Regions from separate parts of the Triticum aestivum genome. Here region 2 is linked to region 1. Evidence: chromatin contacts called from public Hi-C data. All regions are on one chromosome and are shown on one strand. The core of a region is the stretch at or near the end of the contact, and the rest is flanking DNA. Distances in the headings are between cores, read along the strand shown.

Evidence for each region. A called contact is a pair of places that touch in the nucleus more often than the background predicts.
Region 2: a Hi-C map of leaf shows a contact between it and region 1, with 2.5 times the contacts expected there. The contact joins the promoter of LOC123113679 here to the enhancer-like site in region 1. A contact is called at or near these places in 2 of 5 Hi-C or Micro-C datasets (both in leaf).

Annotation. Positions count from the first base shown.
Region 1 is chr5B:619,248,820-619,251,544 of IWGSC CS RefSeq v2.1, reverse strand. No RefSeq gene overlaps it. Among protein-coding and RNA genes, the nearest start is that of LOC123113676, 170 kb to the right of the region's middle. Within about 2 kb of position 1,349, at least 3 of the 8 cell types and tissues checked have an H3K27ac peak or open chromatin away from gene starts, as enhancers often do. A contact at or near this core is called in leaf, where this site is marked.
Region 2 is chr5B:619,572,377-619,575,101 of IWGSC CS RefSeq v2.1, reverse strand. It overlaps LOC123113679 (U3 small nucleolar RNA-associated protein 18 homolog), which reads left to right and starts at 1,414. Exons shown (of 2, transcript XM_044534982.1): 1 at 1,414-1,575; 2 at 1,721-2,725. The coding sequence starts at 1,734. It overlaps LOC123113678, which reads right to left and starts at 1,294. Exons shown (of 7, transcript XM_044534981.1): 1 at 1,030-1,294; 2 at 1-131. The coding sequence starts at 1,032.

The sequences.
Region 1 (2,725 bases), core at 100-2,599:
GCCTCCTGCCGCCGCCGAAGCTCCATCCACCGCCAGAAACTCCTCCAACATGCACGCCATGATAGACATCTTCATCTGGATGTACGCCAATGCCGTCCTGATGCATATCCTCGGCCTTGCGTGGAACGCCGAACGCCATGCATTCGAAGGGCTCATTTCATACTTCAGTGTCACAATAAATAACCACTCCGTATGGTAGAGAGGGACAAAGGGGCCCAAAAGGTTGGACCCAGTAAGTACTAGCCTCACTACTCACCACTCAATGTACTACCTGAAACCTTCACTTTAGCTAGGTGCAATATTTATCCACTAAAAAAAGGCTGGCTAGGTGCAATATCTTGGCACCGTAAGAAAGCAATGGCTTTGGTGCCATGTGTTTGGACAGATTAAGAAACCAAGTGTGGTGCTTAATTAGTGGTTGATGGAGTAGGGATTTGGGTGGTGGTTGAGAGGTGAACAGGGTTTGCTTGTGTCCAACTTCATCATTTGTGTCGTCCCTCCCTTTTCTCGGTCGTGTCTGAGCGAGCTGGCTGCGAGTGCCTCCCTTTCTTTCCCCAATCTTATCTCAAGATTGACACGGCTACCTAATTCTGTGTTTTTCGTAGTACAATAATAAGCATCTAGCTACAACTTGAAATCTACTCCTAAGTAGGCAGGTAGGGGAGGAGAGACGATCGATCCGCGGGCAGTCTCTTGCATCATTTTGCTAAGTAACCATTTTTAGCATTATGAACGGCGCCATGCACAAAGACCGGTACTTACGGCTCAGAACATCCGTGAAACATGCAAATGCAATGGAATAAAGCTGAAGCAAACTTGCTTGTTGAGGTAACCTTGCTGCATGCGTGCTGAAAGGGGTTGCACCACGGCGCACCTCCGAATGATCTCTCACTTGCACCCAAGAAGCAAAGGTTAAAAGGGACATGTGCACGCAGCATGAGTGAGTGCTTTGCGTCCCTCGCTCCCATTGGGCCGGAGAACCTCCAAATGATGCGCATGCTGCACGCCCCGGCCGAGGGCCGACCCGTGGTGGTTCCCCTCAGAGTCTTTCTGCCTGCCTGCTATGTCCATCTTGAACTTCCTCTGAATATCATCAACAAAATGAGCATCGCGTGATCAGGCGGACTACACATGCGGTGCGAGCGTCCACGTCGTTGCCCTGTGATCGCAGACAGGAAAGGAACTTGAGCTACACCTACACAGGTGAAGTGACAGTGCTGTACATGGAGGCCAACGGGCAAATTTACGTCCGCCGTGACGTCAATTGCGAGTTCGATGTCTCGGAGAGGGACGGTCGGGGAAGCCAGGGCTCCGGCATTGCATGCGCGGCGCGTGACTGGATGACGGCGACCGACACCGTGGGGTTGTGATTGCGAGACGACACTGCACGGCATTGTGCCGCGTCGCTGCTTGCTCTTCTGGCTGGACTCACACTGGAGAGCGACGTGCCCACCACGACCTAGTGTTTTTTTTTCAATCTTGGACGTGTATTCCTTTTTCCGATCGCAACTTTCGTGGGCCTCTCTACCCGGTTAAGGATAAGAAACAATATGGATTGATATCGGGCCATGGGGCGAGCAAAACGAGATTGCAAGATAGGCCGGCAGCAGGGCCATGAAATATCGGGCAGACCTATGTCTTGCTTTTTTTTAAGTCTAAACACACTTTATTAATCAACAATATTTATTTGTGCCTCTTCCTTCGAACTGGCTAATAGTAGATCTAATCTCTCTAAATGTGTGCTAGCATGTGTGCCTTCGTGTTCTTATGAATGCCATCTACCACGACCCGGCAGTCCGACATAGGTTGGTTGTAGCGGGATGTAGGTTGCGCTCGCGTCAGACACCTGCCTAAGAGCATGGTTAATAGTACAACCAACTGATGGCCATATGACATTGTCATGTAATCTATAGCCAATCTTTGTAGCCTTCAAATATAATAGTAAGATACAAAGATGTGCTACTTCATTAATAAATGACCCACCTTTCACTCTCAAATAATGCCTAGGAGCACGTGCTACAGCTGGCTCTTATTCTGTAGTCGGCTGCTCTTCTCTCTCCTCTCCTCTCCTCTCAATGTCAGCAAAAAAAATAATGTTTTAACCCTTACAGTCTGCTTACATAAGCTTATTATACTTGATCTAAATGGGCTGGCCCAGCGCGCCGAGCATTTAAAGAGTTAACCAAGCATTAATTTTTTTAAATGTGTACAGAGAAAACATTTCTCATGTATACGAAAAATGTAAACAATAAATATACAATATACATTTAAAGAGTTGATCATGTATTTCATAAATTTTAAGAAAATATTTGAAAAATGCTAATCATGCATTTGAAAATCTTAAATGTGTATACAAAGATATTTGACGTGTATACCAAAAATATATACAAAACAAATACAATGTGTATGAGAAAATATTTATCATGCATTTTAAAAATGTTAAATGTGTATTAAAAATGGTCCTGGTGTATACAAAAATTACACGGTGTGTCTAAAAAATGTTTATATCCATTAAAAATGTTCGATATGTATTAAAAAATGTTAATCTAGAATTTGAAAAAAATAAACATGTCTATAAAAAATGTACTCCCTCTGTAAAGAAATATAAGAGTGTTTAGATCACTAAAGTTGTGATCTAAATGCACTTACACTTCTTTACGAGGGAGTATTAGATATATACCAATGTGTATGGAAATAATTAGACATAAAATAATTAGTTAAAAAT
Region 2 (2,725 bases), core at 165-2,664, 320 kb before region 1:
TTGCGGCTAGCGTCATATTTGCAGATATAATCATAATCGTTGTTGTCACTGTAATCATCATCACCATCATCATCAAAGTCTTCTTCGTCACCACTACGTATTGCAACAGTCGGCCGTCTGGTACGTAAAACCTGTAAAATGGGATTCAAATGAGAAGTGAAAACAATGATACAGCAGCAAGACTTCACAATATTTTAGAGATCTGAAAGATGCATATCTAAGGTCATTCTCAATCTACCTCTCTGATGTCCCTGGAGGTATTCTCAACAAACCTTTCAAGAATTTGTGAGTGCAAAAAAAAAAAAAAAGAACAGTCATGGTCATGGCACAACCACCCATTGAATTACAGAGAACATTTGTAAATACCAGCAGAGTTCCTAGTCATTGAAAATAATAACAATGTAACTCCTTGCAATATTCTTGGGGATTTCGCCCAAGCAGATTGGATTCAAAGGTTGTTGTAGCTGCGCTCGACAAGAACGGGGTACTAACCCCTTCAACCAGAGCAAAGGGAGGTCAGGGAATTATCTGCTTTACTCATAGTGCTCCATGCCCGTATACAAGCCATGTAAACAAACCTTACAAAGGAACAAACTGGGCTAATCCCCGGGTTCAGGGAAACATACCCAACTGAAAGGGAAACTAATCCATAGCAAGAAAGGCATGTCTTTTGTACATTGAAACCCTAGTGCTAACTTTACTGTCTTAAAAACAAACCAATCACATCCTAAACAAGTACTGTACAGCAGTACAGCACTACAATCTACAAGATGTCAGTGAAGAAAACATGTCCCAAATACTCCAAAGTTCCAACTTCCAACAGAAAATTTGCACATAACAACGAAACAATAGTACAATTGCAAAAGGAACGATGATCTTGACGGGATAATTATCTGTGGAATTTGATGAAGTGCGATCTAGCACTTGGGCACTGGATCATATAACGCCGCAACTCCCCCGTCCTCCGAAGAACGGCCGTATTGGGGGAGGAGAAGCTTGATGTGAAGCAACAGATGATAGGGGACTCACCATCTCTCCCGGCGCCTGACCGGAGCGCCGCCGTCAGTCGTCCGGATTCGGGAAGGGCTAGGGCAGGGCCAAGGCGCTCGGCGGAGGTTGGCGAACGCCGGTGAAGGTTCGGGAAAGGGCGCGGTGGAGGCAGGCACGGGTGGCGGACGGCGGGATCGACGCGGTGGCCGGCGGGAGAGGCGGCGGGCGGGCGGCGGCGCTGGGAGAGGCGGTGAGAGCGCAAGGTGACAGTTCCTTCTTTTTTGTCCTCCCTATGGAGTAGTGCTCATTTATTCTTTTTTTTAGGATACTAGTTTTTTTTAGGCCCTGATGGGCTGGGCTGCGGTGGGCAGGTGGCGGGCTTGTTTGTGGCCGAATCTGGGCAAGCGGCCTGCCAGGTCGCAGTCGATAGCCCTAAAATCTCTCCAAACCCCCCGCTGTACCGCCGCCGCCGTCACCGTCGACACCCCAAACCCCCACTCCCCTCCCCAATCACCACGGCCTCTCCCGCACCGCCGCCGTCGCCGTCGCCACACCGTCCGCAGTCCTTGGCCGCTGACTTCCGAGGTACGAAGCTCGCTGTCCTGTTTCCTTCCAGCGATTTGTGCAACCCCGCTGTCCTTCACAGCTCGCGGATCCGCCCCCTGATTCTAAACTGCACATTTGTGGCTGGGATTGGTAGCACCGTCTAATCCGCCGGTGTTCGCCGCAGGATTCGCTGCGCCATGACGAGCCTGATATCCCAGAACGCGCTCCAGAAGCGCCGCCTGGAGAAGGACGACGACAGCAGCAGCGATGAAGAGACCATGGATTCCCCCGTCGCTTCGGATGCAGAGGCCGGGAAGAAGCCCAGGCCGGAGGATCGCAGGAAGGACCGGAAGAGGAAGAAGAAGGCGCTGCAGGCCAGGCAGGGCCAGGAGGCCGATGAGATGAGGCGGCTGGAGAGCTCTCTGTTTGGCAACATCTACACACCGCTGGAGTTCGGCACCGAGGCCGGGGCTGCCGTGCCGGCTCGTGACCAGGATGATGATGCTCCCTTGTTCTTCGTGGACCGGTCTGCCGGCGACGACCTGCCTGTTTATGAGGAGGATCTGGGCAGTGAGGATGAGGTGGTTGATAAGGGGAGGAAGCCCGCCTGGGTGGATGAGGAGGAGGATAGCACCGAGGTGGACATCCTGAAGGTTGCCAGGCTGAGGAAGCTGAGGAAGGAGGCTGATGAGCGCGTGATCTCGGGCAAGGAGTATGAGGCTCGGCTGCGCGGTCACCACGCCAAGCTTAACCCCTTCACTGGCTGGGCGGATATGGACCGTAAGGCTCCTCTCCGTGACGGTGACTCCAATGAGGAAGAAGGTGGAGTCGACAATATGCTTCGGAGCAATGATGAACTTGTCGTCAAGGGCACTGCTAAGCTCCTGCCTGGCATGTTGGACTACTCAAGGCTTGTTGATGTGAATGCTCAGGATCCTTCCAGTGGTCCTATCAATTCAGTGCAGTTTCATAGGAATGGTCAGTTGATGCTTGTTGCAGGCCTGGACAAGCATCTGAGGTTTTTCCAGATTGACGGCAAGAGAAACCCCAAGATCCAGAGCATATTTGTCGAGGACTGTCCAATTCAGAAGGCGGCCTTTCTACCTGATGGCTCTGAGGTGATCCTTTCCGGCAGGAGGAAGTTCTTCTACTCATTTGATCTGGTGAAAGCTGCTGTTAGTAAGATTGG